Linked DNA regions of Mus musculus: region 2 is linked to region 1. The links are chromatin contacts, called in public Micro-C maps. All regions are on one chromosome and are shown on one strand. The core of a region is the stretch at or near the end of the contact, and the rest is flanking DNA. Distances in the headings are between cores, read along the strand shown. Region 1 overlaps Lmx1a (LIM homeobox transcription factor 1 alpha). Region 2 has its middle 210 kb from the start of Lmx1a.

Evidence for each region. A called contact is a pair of places that touch in the nucleus more often than the background predicts.
Region 2: a contact with region 1 is called in a Micro-C map of the AtT-20 cell line, with 3 times the contacts expected there. The contact joins two enhancer-like sites. A contact is called at or near these places in 12 of 484 Hi-C or Micro-C datasets (the AtT-20 cell line, adipose-derived mesenchymal stem cells, cerebral cortex and 8 more).

What each region holds. Positions count from the first base shown.
Region 1 is chr1:167,778,692-167,785,681 of GRCm38.p6, reverse strand. The region is part of intron 2 of Lmx1a (LIM homeobox transcription factor 1 alpha); the gene reads right to left. Among named protein-coding and RNA genes, the nearest start is that of Lmx1a, 93 kb to the right of the region's middle. Within about 2 kb of position 3,536, at least 16 of the 459 cell types and tissues checked have an H3K27ac peak or open chromatin away from gene starts, as enhancers often do. A contact at or near this core is called in the AtT-20 cell line, where this site is marked.
Region 2 is chr1:167,892,095-167,899,907 of GRCm38.p6, reverse strand. No RefSeq gene overlaps it. Among named protein-coding and RNA genes, the nearest start is that of Lmx1a, 210 kb to the right of the region's middle. Within about 2 kb of position 3,412, at least 3 of the 459 cell types and tissues checked have an H3K27ac peak or open chromatin away from gene starts, as enhancers often do. A contact at or near this core is called in the AtT-20 cell line, where this site is marked.

The sequences.
Region 1 (6,990 bases), core at 2,287-4,786:
TTACTGCTGACTTCATCTCTATATCCTGTGCTTGGAACCAGAGCAGAAAGCAAAGGGAAAGAGCATCTTACCCCAGGGAAAGGGCCAGGTAGACCAGAGCTCAGGGTTTTGCCTATATCACCTGTCTCGAAGAAGTCACTCCTGTCCCTGGACTTTGACTTTCTTGTCTTTCATTTTTTTATTAATATTTTTATTAGGTATTTTCCTCATTTACATTTCCAATGCTATCCCAAAAGTCCCCCATACCCTAGCCCCCACTCCCCTACCCACCCACTCCCACTTTTTGGCCCTGGCGTTCCCCTGTACTGGGGCATATAAAGATTGCAAGTCCAATGGGCCTCTCTTTCCAGTGAGGGCCGACTAGGCCATCTTCTGCTATATATGCAGCTAGAGTCAAGAGCTCCGGGGTACTGGTTAGTTCATAATGTTGTTCCACCTATAGGGTTGCAGATCCCTTTAGCTCCTTGGGTACTTTCTCTAGCTCCTCCATTGGGGGCCCTGTGATCCATCCAATAGCTGACTGTGAGCATCCACTTCTGTGTTTGCTAGGCCCCGGCATAGTCTCACAAGAGACAGCTATATCAGGGTCCTTTCAGCAAAATCTTGTTAGTGTATGCAATGGTGTCAGCGTTTGGAAGCTGATTATGGGATGGATCCCTGGATATGGCAGTCTCTAGATGGTCCATCCTTTTGTCACAGCTCCAAACTTTGTCTCTGTAACTCCTTCCATGGGTGTTTTGTTCCCAATTCTAAGAAGGGGCAAAGTGTCCACACTTTGGTCTTCGTTCTTCTTGAGTTTCATGCGTTTAGCAAATTGTATCTTATATCTTGGGTATTCTAAGTTTCTGGGCTAATATCCACTTATCAGTGAGTATTGTCTTTCATTTCTTAATGGTACATTCTGCCTAAACACCACATAATGCCAAGACTTAAAAGTCAGAGAGAAACGGGAGAGTGTGTCTTCTCAGAGCACAGTTCTCAGCCAGAGAAGCCTGAGATGTCAGTATCTAATCCCTGTGTCCAGACAATGTTTGACAGTGTTTGGCCGTGGTAACCCTTTAAACAATATATTTTACACAGTATCATTTACACACAGATGCACATGCACACATGCACATGCGCGCACACACACACACAGCAGTTAAATCAAAACTGCATACCCTAGGTAAGTATCTTCTAGACTGTATATATTATGCAATCTATTATTTAAAAATGCTAAGCCTGTATGTATTATATAGCCTAAAAAAGATGTTGTCTGGAAGATAATATTTTACTCCTGAGTCATGTTTGAAATTCACTAAAGCAGATAGTCTCCTAACTCATTCTCATTTCTGCCTTGTGTCTTCTGCCTTGTAACTATGGAGACAAAAAAAAATGTTTCAGGCACAGCTATAAAAGCTTGACACTGAAGCACTACTAAGTAACAAGCTGGAAGCAACCATAAAGTAAAGAACTTCAGAAGCAATGGTTTACTCTAGCACCCTAGGCATTACAGTAGCAAAGTGGTGGCCTGCCAAGGTGGCGTGTGAATACCAGCATCTGCTGTGTGGTCTAAGGAAAAACCACTCTGCCGCTCTAAACAGGATGCATCCTTATTAGAACCTACATCAGTCCCCCAAGCAGTGGACCAAGCAGAGGGAGCTTATGGGGGACACAGAAGGGGGTGAGGGAATCTTTATCAGATACCCAGTGCTGTGAACTGTGCTGTTTGTTGGGTTTGTCGTTTCACTGTATTTGAGTTAGAAGTATGAGGTACTTTACGGATTCACAGAGAGCATCATACTCCCACCTTGACTTGGCGCGTGCCATCTCAGCTCTGCAGGAAAGAATCTTGGGAATGCAGAACACATAGGTCTCTTCTCCACTTTCAGCACACATGTTCCTCAAAGAGGGAACAGAATCTATCAGATAAATCCAAGACTAAGTCTCCGCTGCTATGCCCCTTACTAGCTCTGGGAACTTGATCAAAACAGAAGCCCTCGCTTTAGTCATCTGCAAAATGGGAATGATAAGCAGACTCCCCCGCCACCACCACCACCACGTGTAAACACACCCCACAATCTGTGCAAAATAAAGTAATGAATCAGTTCTTGACACACAACAACTTCTCAATAAAATTTTTTTTACAGTGGTGATAATGATGTTCGTGATGGATAAAGGGAGTGGAAATGAAATATAAAGCAAGAATTGTATTTTTTTTTTGAAGACGACAAATCATAATGACACAGGCTGGAAGAATGAGCCTCTAGAAAGCAGCCTGGGGTGGGGAGGTGCTTGGAGCTGCTAGTAGAGGACTAAGGCTTTGAACAAAGTAAGGGCCTTAGAAAAAATCAGATCTGGAGAAGCAGGGCCTGACTGTCGGCTTACATGCCAAGCATGGTATGAGAGAGTGAAGAAAGCCTGCCAGGTCTGAGATCTTGCCTGCTGGGATAGGCTCAGAGAGAGTTTCCCTGCAGCCAACCTCACAGGACTCACCTGGGTTTACTGAGAGAGTTGATTTTAGATGCGAACCTGATCTGATTAAGGGATGTGCAGGTAGCTACTCAATCAGGACTTCTCAGTGTCCCTGTGGAGATGGGTCTGGAGAGAGTGGAGTTTAACCAACAAATGGAAATAGCCACACTCATGTAGCTGCCTAAGGACCACACAGTTTGTTCTCAGATTTCTGACTTGGGGACTTGCACAACCCCCACCAGATCCAGCACAGTTGACGAAAGGCTCACTGGAGGTAAGGAGAATGGCCAGCTCAGTTTGTTTCTTAGGATCAGCTTGTCTGGCACGTTTAGCCACAAGCCCTTACGGTGTCCTCCAATGTCCTGCATCCCTGCTCTATCTTACGCTAGCCACATACCTCTTGTGCCCATTTACACCCTCCATGCTGATAACACAACTTCTCACATGCAGGAATCACCGAGTATGGCAACCTTGTGCAAACTCACAAGCTATCAAAGACCTGACTGAACTAAGAACAAAAAGCGAGCTCCCGTGACAGCACTCCAGACAACGCTTAACCAGAAGTGTGTTTGGAAAGCACAAGATCTTTATCAGCCTTGGTGCAGAGTCCTCAAGGCAGACTCACAAAGCAACTGGACACAGACAAACAGGAGGATGGAGGTCCAGATAAACATAAAAGACATGAATTCCCATTGAGCCTCCTCCAATTTACCAAAAACAAATCAAACCTTGGAAACTAGACTATAGCAGGTCACACGCCTTTCCATAGTGCTACTGGGCCTGAGTTGACGAGGTGTTTGAATCCTTCGGTTTAGGAAGCAGAAGACAGGAGTAGGAGAAAGGGTCTAAGGTGGTTCTTTAATGGCAGGAATCCGCTCTGTTTCCACCCTCTCCACCAGGGGGCAGCATAGCAACATTCATTAAGTACCATGTTGACTTGGTAACTGAGGTCATCCAGGCAGAGACAGGGATTGGCCATAAGCCAAAACTGTCTGCTGGAAAATCTGCTGCTGGGAGCCTGGGAGAGCATGTGGCTAAACTGAAGGAGAGATGGTGAAAGAAGAGTATTCAAAAGTATTGGGAACCAAAAGCATGGCTTGTGGCCTTAGAAGAAGTGACACAAGCAACCTTGTCAGCTGGCTCCAGGTCTCTGTCCTTGAGGCTGAGCCAACAGCACCACAATAAGCAATGGGGCACGTGGTCCTGAGGCGGTGGGAAAGTCTGCAGAGACAATAGACATGGCGAGATCATCCATAGGAGACGGTCTTAAGACTCCACAGTGGTGAAAAAATGGAAAACAATAAGTGGCTGGCAGAGCCAATCAGAGTTTCTGTCTCCTGGTGACTCCTGGGGAACTGGGCAGAGGACCATACAATGGGATGAGTGAATGAGAGAAAGGACTGTTAACGGTGATGTCTGTAACCCAGAAGCTCCGGGAGGCCTTACTAAGAAATAGGTGTACTCTTTGCATCTCAAAAGACCTCTGGCAATGAATGAATAGATTTACCTTGAAATTATAGACCACGCATATCTTTCTTGTTCTCAAAAAGAGTGTTTTCCAGTCAGCCAAACTTAATAGGTGTGTGTGTAAGGGGGGGGGGGGGAATTACAGGTCTAAGACCAATCAACATGTATGCAAAACTTGGTTCTCTTTTTACAAATATGAGTTTCAGAATCTCTTGGCTCTCCAATTTCCATTAAAAAAATACAATCATGTTATGTCATGCAACATATTTTGCAGATTTAATGAGATAACTCATCTAAAGAATCTGACACATGTTAGCTGCTGTCCATAAGCTATAGCTATTGGTTTCCTTTATTGAAATCAATTTAGCATATCTACCCATGTAAATATTTGTCTAAGGTAATATATTTCAAGATGGTCATTGAGTTTGAACCAGAGCCTCAAATATTATCTCAAGTCTATATTCGTCATTATTGTAACAAATTAAATTAAACTTCAGTAAGCCTTTCGCATTATTGGAAAGGAGAGCAACAAGCAAACATGAATAGCCCAGCCCTTGAGAGGAAACGGGGTGAATTTCATTCAGGCTACTATGGCTGTGATAGCCTACAGCAAATATTGATAGTAGCCAGCCCTTGTTGTATGGCACCCACATTCATTGCCTATGACCTAGCATATGTTCAGGAAGTTATCAACTCTATGGCTGGCCCACCAGAGCCACTGGTTGCTATTTGGTTAATACTGAGATTATCTAGCAAATATTTGGACCAGACCTCTGCTCTGCGTCACTTCCGATGTCAGTTGACTGTTTCTTTTTAGACCACTGGTCCTTGTTTGGATTTGTATCAAGACACGCATGGCCTTACCATACTCTCCTAACCTCCTCCCCTGAGAGATCAGTCATCCTCTTCATAAAGGGAAAGAAACCATGATCCCGGAGGAGCAGTGAGCTTGATCACAAGGAAATCTAAGATTATTGAAAGGACCGGCCAGCGCTTGTGGCTCAGCAGTCAAGAATGAATGAGGCTACAATGCCACAGGCTGGCTGAGGTAGAAAGGTTCCCCTCAGGCTTCTAAAATGGAGGGGGGGAGGTGAGAAGCTAAATGAGCAGACATAGGGTAGGACAGTGGACCTCTCTTTCCTCCCCTCCCTCTTTACTTCCTTGCCAAATTTGTCTATGAAACCAGGCTCTAGAGCAAAACAGTGTGGTATAAGTGTGGGTTCCAATAACCCAAGCCAAGGTGGCAGGACTTAGAGTATACACTTTCCATATTGTCACAGAGGCATGGTAAAACATCAAGAAACATAAAACAGACATATGGAAAGTATATGTTTTCTTCTGGAGGAATGAAGGTTTGGTTTCCTTTGAAAACGCCAGTTTTCCTTTCTCTTTATCCTCATTAGCCTCTTTGGCTGCTCTTAAGCACACCCACCAAACAACAGAGGGTGGAGGAAGAGATATTTTTAGCTGATATTCTGGGCACAGATTCCCATTCTTCCACAAGTTTTGGCTTAGCAGCATGGCACCAGGCCAGTCCAATATATATTCTTAAAGGGAATATATGTTTCCTGGGTGCGTTCTCTCTCTCTCTCTCTCTCTCTCTCTCTCTCTCTCTCTCTCTCTCTCTCTCTCTCTCTCTCCCTCTCTCTCTCTCTCTCTCTCTCTCTCTCTCTCTCTCTCTCTCTCTCTCTCTCGTGTGTGTGTGTGTGTGTGTGTGTGTGTGTGTGTGTGTGTGTGTTGCATTAGGAAGGACAGGATATTATGAATGATGCTTTGATGGGAAAGATCCTGGGATCCCAGCAGGGGGCGACACCGAGAGCTCCATGAGTCCTGTTTACCCTGACCACTGTCACTTGTCACTCATGATTTCTATTGTGCTGTGCATCAAAAAAAGAAGAAAGAATAAAATAATATTGTCACAACTCAATGGTTCCTCATAGAATTAGCAGATAGCAACAGTACTGTAAAAGGAACTAAATATACCTTGAAGACAAAGAAGGGTGTTGCAAAGCCACTAGCGCCTTGGCAGGTTGGGTGAAAATCCTCACGGAGACATGAAAACCAAGGGCTGTTGCTGAGGGCATTTTCAGGTAGAAAGAAAAAACAGCTCTGAGTTATTTGGGTTTCCAGAAGGCCTTTAGTTCATGGACCTCAAAGCAGGTGTCATCTTGCACGACATCTGAGCTCTATGTACAAGTGAGGGTGTTGCTCAATGGTAAAGCCACCGCCTGTGCAGGGTTTCAGGTTCAAACTCTTGCACCACAAAAATAAAACGAAACAAAAACTGTTTAGTTTGAGAGAATGAGAGAGAAGTCAGGCTTTGATATCTGTTGCTCTCCAGAGAGGGTGATGGACAGCGGGTCCTGCTCTTCGCGCCAGCATCCCTCCCGAAGGCTGCCCTTTCCAGGTAGACTTGGGGAGCCTTGAGGGCTCCCTAAGGGCAAATCTGACCCAGTACATGCGGCACGGTCCTTGTTTCTTGATGGTTTTTATTTTCACCCTTCTATTTTTAAACCTTCCTTTATTAATTAAATTCTTCAATTATCTCGCACCTGTTCATTCAGCTCTCTCACTTGCATCAAACCCGAAAGATGCCAGACAGGCCCATTAGGATAGCTACTAATAAAAAGATAGAAAAGACAAGTGTTCACAAAGATGTGAGCTTGGAACCCCTGTGCTCTGTTGCCAGGTGTGTGAGGTGGTGCAGCCGCTGCTAGATGAATTATGGAAATTCCTGCAAAAAAAAAAAAAAAAAAACTCCAAGGAGAAGTACCATATGATCCCAAAAGTCTCTTACTGGACATAATTCCCCAAAGAACTGGAAACAGGCTCAGAAGAGATGTTGGTACAGCCGTGTTCACAGCAGGATTGTTGCCAGTAATAAAATCTGAAAGCAACACCAGTGTCCATTAACAGGTGGACAGACAAACAAAAATTGGTCTAAATCTACAAAGGAATGTTGTGCAATCTCAAAAGGGAAGGAGATTCCGACACACGCTACAATTCGATAAGGACATTATGCTAATTAGACAAACCAGTCAGTGTCCACACAGCAGTGCAAATGAACTT
Region 2 (7,813 bases), core at 2,163-4,662, 110 kb before region 1:
TGAAGGGAAACATATCAATCATCATTATATCAATAGGGAATCACCAGGGAACTCCAGTGCAGAGGTCGATTTGAACTTTAGCTGTGGAGTGTCCCATAGAAACATCACCATCCTGCTTGCTTCTCCTTTAACACTCGCTCCTTCTGCCCTGGGTTTGGGTCCATCTGAGCAAAGACCTGCTCTGACCTGGGTCTCTGAGCTGAGTGAGGAGGTGGTGATGAGGCCTAAGCACATCCCATAATGCATCTTTCCTGTCACTCTGGGTTCCCCCCCGCCCCCAAGGGTTATGGACCTCCAGCATGATGGCTCCAGTAGTTGGATTCCAGGTCATCACTGTGCCCTGTGTAATTTAGGAGCTGCTTTGATTATGCAGGTGGATAGAATGGTCTTGCTTGTTCTCCAGCAGATGTGTGGTTGAAATCCTTTCCCTGTGATTATGACTTTGTTTGGTCGAAAGGACAGTAACCCGAGAAAGCTGATTCAGGAATGAAGAACAGAGAGGCAGCCACTCGGTGAATTTTTGAACTCTCCAGATTGCATATTTGGCTATCCAACCCCTAAGCCAACCTTATTATTAAGCCTAATTATCAGCCTCAGCCACAGGCTCTAAGGCTCCGAGAGGACCCGAGCCCGCTACTGTAGGGAACAGTAAGTAAAGCAACACCCTTTCACGTACAACCATCTTGTCAATCGAAAGGTTACGAGTCCTTGGGTAATCATTGGGTCAAGGTGGGTCTAAGTGCCAAAAAATGATAGAGCCTCAAGAATGCAAATCAGTCCTCATGAGGACAGTAAAATGAATTAGTATGTGTCTAATGTGGTCTTATCTCTTTTGAGTATTGATTACTGGGGAATAACATGCAACTTCTGCCTCCTGTAAGTACTGCATCACCTTCAGAGTGATTCACTTGATAAAAGTGTGAGAATGAATATGTTTCAGAAAAAGTCATCCTTTCCCACCAGCCAGATTTCACATAATCAGATAACCTCTCAGCATCTAATTGTGGTACCATCTAATTGTGAAAAGCATGTGCATTTCTATGTCAACAAATAGTATCTCAGCAATACCCCAGACTCTCGCATCCAACCATCCAACGAGGGCCAGCGCTTGCTGTCACATCTGAGGACCTGAGTTTGATTACCCAGGATGCATGTTTCCCAAATTGCTCTTGGACCTACACACATGGGCCATGGCATGTGCGTGAACATGTATAAGCACACACCCACCCACCCACACATGTGCATACACTCATAGGTGCATACACACAGGTGCAGACATACACACACACAAATAAATAAATTAAAATGCAAGAAAGCATTCAGAGAACAGAGAGAATGGGAATGTGTTGCTTCAGGGGAGAAGAATATAAGGAACCTGGGAGAAAGAGTGAACGAACCCGCCATGAGCAAGATGCTTCCTCAAAACTTAATGTTCTATTTTAAGCACTTGTGATCATAACACAGGTCATATATGATGTATCAAGGCTCCACTTCAAATAGAGTCCAATGTCTCTTGAGACTCAATGAAAACTCTTAGCTGTGGGATCCTGTAATTTTCTCTCTCTCTTTTTAAAGATTTATTTATTTTATGTATATGAGTATACCGTAGCTGTCTTCAGACATACCAGAGGAGGGTATCAGATCCCATTACAGATGGTTGTGAGCCACCATGTGGTTGCTGGGACTTGAACTCAGGACCTCTGGAAGAACAGTCAGTGCTCTTAACAGCTGAGCCATCTTTCCAGCCCCTGTAATTTTCTATTACATTACATACTTTAATACATAATGCACAGAATAGACACACCTGTCCCTAAAGAGAACAATGAGGGTACATCAGATTCGAGCAAGACCAGACAATCTAGTAGGGGAAACCCAGGTTCTTAGCTCGGTGGCAATATCCTGGACTTGTGCTGGCCTGATGTGAGCTCCCATGGGTTTTATTGAGCTTGTTAAAGCCATGCTTCCTGGCGGGCACACATGGTCTTTCTCTTGGGCAGGTTATACTTGGTGCCTACAATCAGAAGATATTTCCATTTCAACATCTCCAGCATCCCAAGTCTCTATTACAAGCTAAGCCTCCACATGTACTGCTTCACACAATGGCCTCTCAGGACCTCTCAGGAAAAAAAAAAATCCAACGTTGCTACATGATGCCTGGCTTCTACTGCCATTTCTCCAGAACAAGTCCTTAGACAGAATCAGGGTGCTTTTGAGTCCTTGGGTCTGATCGCAATGTAGACATTAGTTGAAGTGGTAGAAAAGACGCTAGAAAGGCGGCTCTGGGATTAAGCACTTGGTGCTCTTGCAGAAGACCTGGTTTCCGTTCCCAGCACCCACATAGTGGCTCACAACCACGTGTAACTATAGCTCTAGGAAATTCAGCTCCCTCTTCTTGCCACTGCACGCACATGGTACACAAACTCAGGTAAGTACACACACACACACACACACACACACACACACACACACACACACTTATAAATGAACTTAAAAGAACTTAAAACGGTAGAAAGTAAAATATTCAGTTTATTAGAAAAAGGCTTGGTGGATCCTCCTAAAGAAAAAGACATTTACACATACCAGCAAGTCCACTCCAATGTGGATTTCAATTCAAAAGAACGACAACGGGTGCTGGAACAGATTCCTATGCATGGACGTCCATAGTTCACTAGTCACATAAGCCAACCCTGGAAAGGACTCAAGTTTCCATCACTAAATGAATGAACTGACAGAATGTACTACACCCATAAACAAAAATACGCAGCCAAGGAGGGATAGGCATTGGTACTTGCTACAGTGTGTGTGTGTGTGTGTGTGTGTGTGTGTGTGTGTGTGTGTGTGGTGGTGGTGGTGGGGGAACAGACGTGAAATATAATGGTAAGTGAACCAGATGCATGAGGTCACATCACAGATTATTCCGTTTATATAGATTTTCCTGAGTAGATATGCCAGAGAGACCAGATATAGATCGGTGGTTTCCAGGAACTGACCTGAAGCTGAAAGTGAGGAGTGACGATTTAAGAGCCCTAGGGTTTTCTTTGGAAGTGATTAAAACATGGACTTGACCAAGACTCCATTGCACAGCAGTGGAAAGAGACTACTCACTGCTGGACCACCGCACCACTGTGTGATCTCAGATGCTTAATGCTCCCTCTTGTGAAATAAATCCCCTCCCTCATTCTCTCTAGCCAACCTGAATCCTCAGGACGTAGTGAAATACATATCGGGTGACACAGAACCTGAGTGTTCACATCACTGTAGAAAATCTACTGGAGAACACCAACTTACCAGAACGAGGAGTAAATGTCAAGAGACGGTCTTGGTTCATCCCGGCCTGGTACTTGATAAAGGCTCTGTGTTCAGTCTTATAAATCCTGGTCTTCTTTGGGGAGCAAGCATACTCGGCTCCACATTTGCAATAGATGCCCACTAGAGGGCAGTCTACACACCCGAAAATGGAAAACTGACCAGAGGAGGAGGCGGCTAAGGGTTTCTATTATTTTTAGCATCCTGAGCTGAGTTAGTGCTAAAGCCAGTGTCTAAAAGCAAACACTGCTGTGATATAATATAGCATAGCACTCTCATCTGTGGGATGGCTCTTGGTTTGTGGAAATTTTCTTTCTTGACTATGTAGGTTCCCAACCGAATAGGAATTGTTGAGTGCACAGGAAGTTTAAACTGAAGTAGTTCAGTCTATTCTAGGACACTGAGAAAGAGAGATACATGCTGCAGAGAAAGATGTGCACAATGTGCACGCACGCACGCGCGAACACACACACACACACACACACACACACACACACACACGCACATGTGGAAAGATGCATGGAAATAAATCAAGTAAAGACGAATGGCTTTGGGCTGGGGGTCCCTGTCTCTGCCTTCCGGCTTTGTTATTGGCTCCTTTTCCTCAAAGCTGTCACTGATGGCTTCATGGCCAATGGCCTGTGCCACCACTAAATATTCAGGGTAAATTCAAACTCTGGACTTCCAAGTGGTAGAGCTCTAATGAAAGCAGATCAGCTCACGGAGCCAATTGTCTGCTTACAGGACAGGAACTAACTCCAACACACAATGAAAACATTTGAAAACCATCATCTCTTCTGGGACTTTGGCCAGCAAGAACATGTACACTGTTGGATTTTTCAGAATCACTTCAAAAGGTTATTGCAACCAGAGAGATGAACAGGGGTTCGGAGTGGCTCTGGCTGTGCTGCTAATACAAATGAAGAAAATCCAGTCGGCCAGCTCAGCTCTGTATCTGCAGAATTCCATCCGATAGGACTCAGTGGCTTACTCTACCACTTGGTATTTGGGGAACTAAGATGCATTTCCTTCTCATCTGAATTCAGAAATTTTTCAGGTCAAAAAACATAAACTCAGCAATCCTCGCTACTCTGGAGGCTCAGACAGGAGGATCACAAGTTCAAGGCCTGCGTGGGCTATAGAGTGAGTTCAAGAGCAACTTAAGTGAGACCCTACTTACAATTTAAAAAATAAATAAATAAACAAAAGAGAGCAGAGACCTAGCATGCTTTTGGCACTAAGGTCAATCCCCGTCACTGAAAGTAAATATAATTAAGTAGTTGCCTTAGTTTTTGAGGACCAATTCCTGCGGGTCTTCAGGGATGATGGACCAGCTATTTGGCCCCAGAGACGTGGATAAAAGGTCCCCCTTCCTTTCTCACCCCTGCTTCTTTTTACTTCCATTCCCAGCCCTGAGACGGAATTACTTTAAATTTAGAGCATTCTTTCTAAATTTTCAGCTCTTTGGAAAAAGCAGCCAAAATGCATTCCTTGCCTTAGCTATCCCTGGCCTTAGCTATCCCTGGTCTTAGCTGTCCCTGGCCTTAGCTGTCCCTGGCCTTAGCTGTCCCTGGCCTTAGCTATTAGCTGCTAATGATGGAAAGGTGATGGAATTTATGATTCTGCTGGATTTTGAAAGAAAGTGTTTAAAGCTGATTCTCTGAATTCTTCGTAATTTTTACAAGTTTTGGGAGACGTGTACATTTCATGTTACTAATTCAGATGTTCTACCTATGTTTCAGATCCCTGGAGCACAAGACCAAAATGACACAGAAGGTTTTTTTGGTTTTGTTTTGTTTTTTGTTTTTTATAAAAGATTCCCTCTTATTTGACCCAAGGGACATTAAATGCTTCCCATTCTTAAAAGCATATGTGGCTGGGGCCAGAGCTGTTTGGTAGAACGTTTGTCCACCATGAGTGAGAACTTAGGTTCCAGACACACCACACACACACACACACACACACACACACACACACACACACACACACACACACACACAGACACACACACACACACAGACACACACACACAGACACACACACACAGACACACACACACACATACACACACACACACATACACACACACACACACACACACACACACACACACACACTCACACACTATCTAAAATCACTGACATACAAGACAAGCAGCAAGAATGTGCTAGAACTCAGAGAATTATGGCCAAACTTACACCCATTTACACAATATCACATCTCCTTAAGATATTTACATAAGAGCCAAATGGAAGCAGTGTTTCATACATATACAGTAGAAGCACACACACATACACGCAGATATACAGATACACACATTACAGACACACACACATACGGACACACAGAGATGCACACAGACAGACAGAGATGCATACATACTGGTTTGGGAAACCATGAAAGCAAAACAAATGTGCCAAAAGCTTTTAATCTTTTCAAACACTGAGCATTTGATTTGGGGTCCCTTACGGGTGTACATACTAAATACTTGGAGAAGCAAGAATTGCTAGTGAGTAGCTGGTTTTTGGGGGACCTCACACTTCTTCCTACCAGCCCCAAGCCTCCATACCCCTCGCAGAAGTGCCAAGTGCCCAGAAAGCCTAAGAGACTTAAGAGCTCACAGCTCTAGGAAGCTCATGCCAAGAGGGTCTTGTATACTAAGACCCTTGCCTTGACGTGGTTCAAGCCTGTAATGTACTTTAAGGCTCAGAGTCCCTACCACCACCACCACCACCACCACCACCACCACCAACAACAACAACAACAACAACAACAACAACAACAACTTGCTCTGTCTTGGCTTTTGCTTTCCCTGTCTTTGTTCTTCTGGCTTCTGTGGGGGAAGCTTTTCTTTTATACATTTATAAAGTCCTCACCAAGAATTCGTTTCTGGGGAACTTGATACAAAGAACCCACTTAGCTTTGTGTAACTCAAGGGTTCATTCATGGGTTCACTTTCTTTTATTAATGTATCCACTCAACAGCTTTGCTCTGGGTTCCTGCAGTGTCTCCATACAAATTAAAGCCACGTGACCTCCAGTGGCTGGTGCTGGCCCAGTGAGTGGAAATAGGTAAGTTTTCTTTCCCACGTAACTGCAGTCATCTTTCTGGGAAACTGAAACACGAGAAACTTTGTTTGGGAAATGTGGCATGTAGAATTAGATTCAGCACATAGAGCCTCACTCTTGAGTCCGCTCATCTTCCTCAGGGTAGACTGCTCCAGTGCGTTTCTTTGAATTGGTCATATTACCGCTGAACACTGCATTACATCTTGAGCAACAGCTCAATGAGTTATGATAGAAAGTGTCCTGAACATGGGGCCAGGACACTAGGTTCTCATTCATCCCCATAAACTTAGAAAACACTGTAGAGGACACCAACTGATTATGATACGGCCTTGGTAAACATCTGTCCGATGGAGCTAATACAAGGTTGGCCACCTGGCAGTTCCGGGAAAGGGTTTCAGAAGATTGTTCGGCAGTAGTTTCTCCAAGGAAGCTTGAAGCTCATTTCCAGATGTGGCATAATCCATTTCCCAACATCCCAACGAAGCAGAGAACGTTTTGGAGTGTGTCTTTCTTTTAAAAGGTAGGTCTGCCCATTGTAAAAATATTTCATCAATTTCTGCTACTTATCAGTCAGTCTGGTGTTTTTCATCACAGAGGAGAGTGATCCAGATGTTTTGAGGCTGAACTGACTCAGGGAAAACATCTGGAGGTGGAAGTTGAGGCAGGAGCTACGCCTTCTGGCAGAGGCCTGCGGGCTGCTACTCAGACGGACAATGTATTATGCACAGTGCCACTTACCCGTGACTAAAGCCAAGCATTTGAAACTCTGCTTCCCCAGGTAAGATGGTTAAACAAAGAAACAAAACCCCTATTCCTAAACAGTCCTGATAGAGAGTATGAAGAACAAGGAGTGACTGAAATTTCAGATGAATTGGAACATCCACGCATGTCACATCCCTAAAGGCTAGGACGGCCGAAGGACCATCTAAAGCTTATTCTCTAAGGGCAGATGTCTGGAGCTGGTGGCCAGTGGAAAGCAGAAGCCCCATCTCCAGGTGAAGGTGTGTGTGGTAGGTGAGTGTTAACCCCGAGCAAGTACAGCCAGTGCCAAACGTGATGGAAATCAAACGGCAGCAAACACCCAGAGGGCTGGCAAGAAGCCAAAACCAGGAAAACACCGTACAAAGGATAAGGCCACCAAGGTTATAAAGAAAATCGAGGCTCGCAATGAGCCTGGAGGGAGATGGAAGAGCTCTGAAATCAGCTCAGGGAGTTCACTGCCTGCTGTCTCCTCAGAGGAGGCTCTGCGTAGGGCTAGCCCTGGCTTGTTGGAGCGGAGGCGCCTGAAGAGTAGTGTATACCTTCACAGCATCTACAGCTCAGGATAGCCCCTGTTGACCTTCCCATTATCAGAACCTCGGCCTCAGTGCCTGTGGATCCCACAACACCTTTTCTCTTGGCCAGGCTACTTCTTTGGTGCCCCCCCCCCCCCATTACTG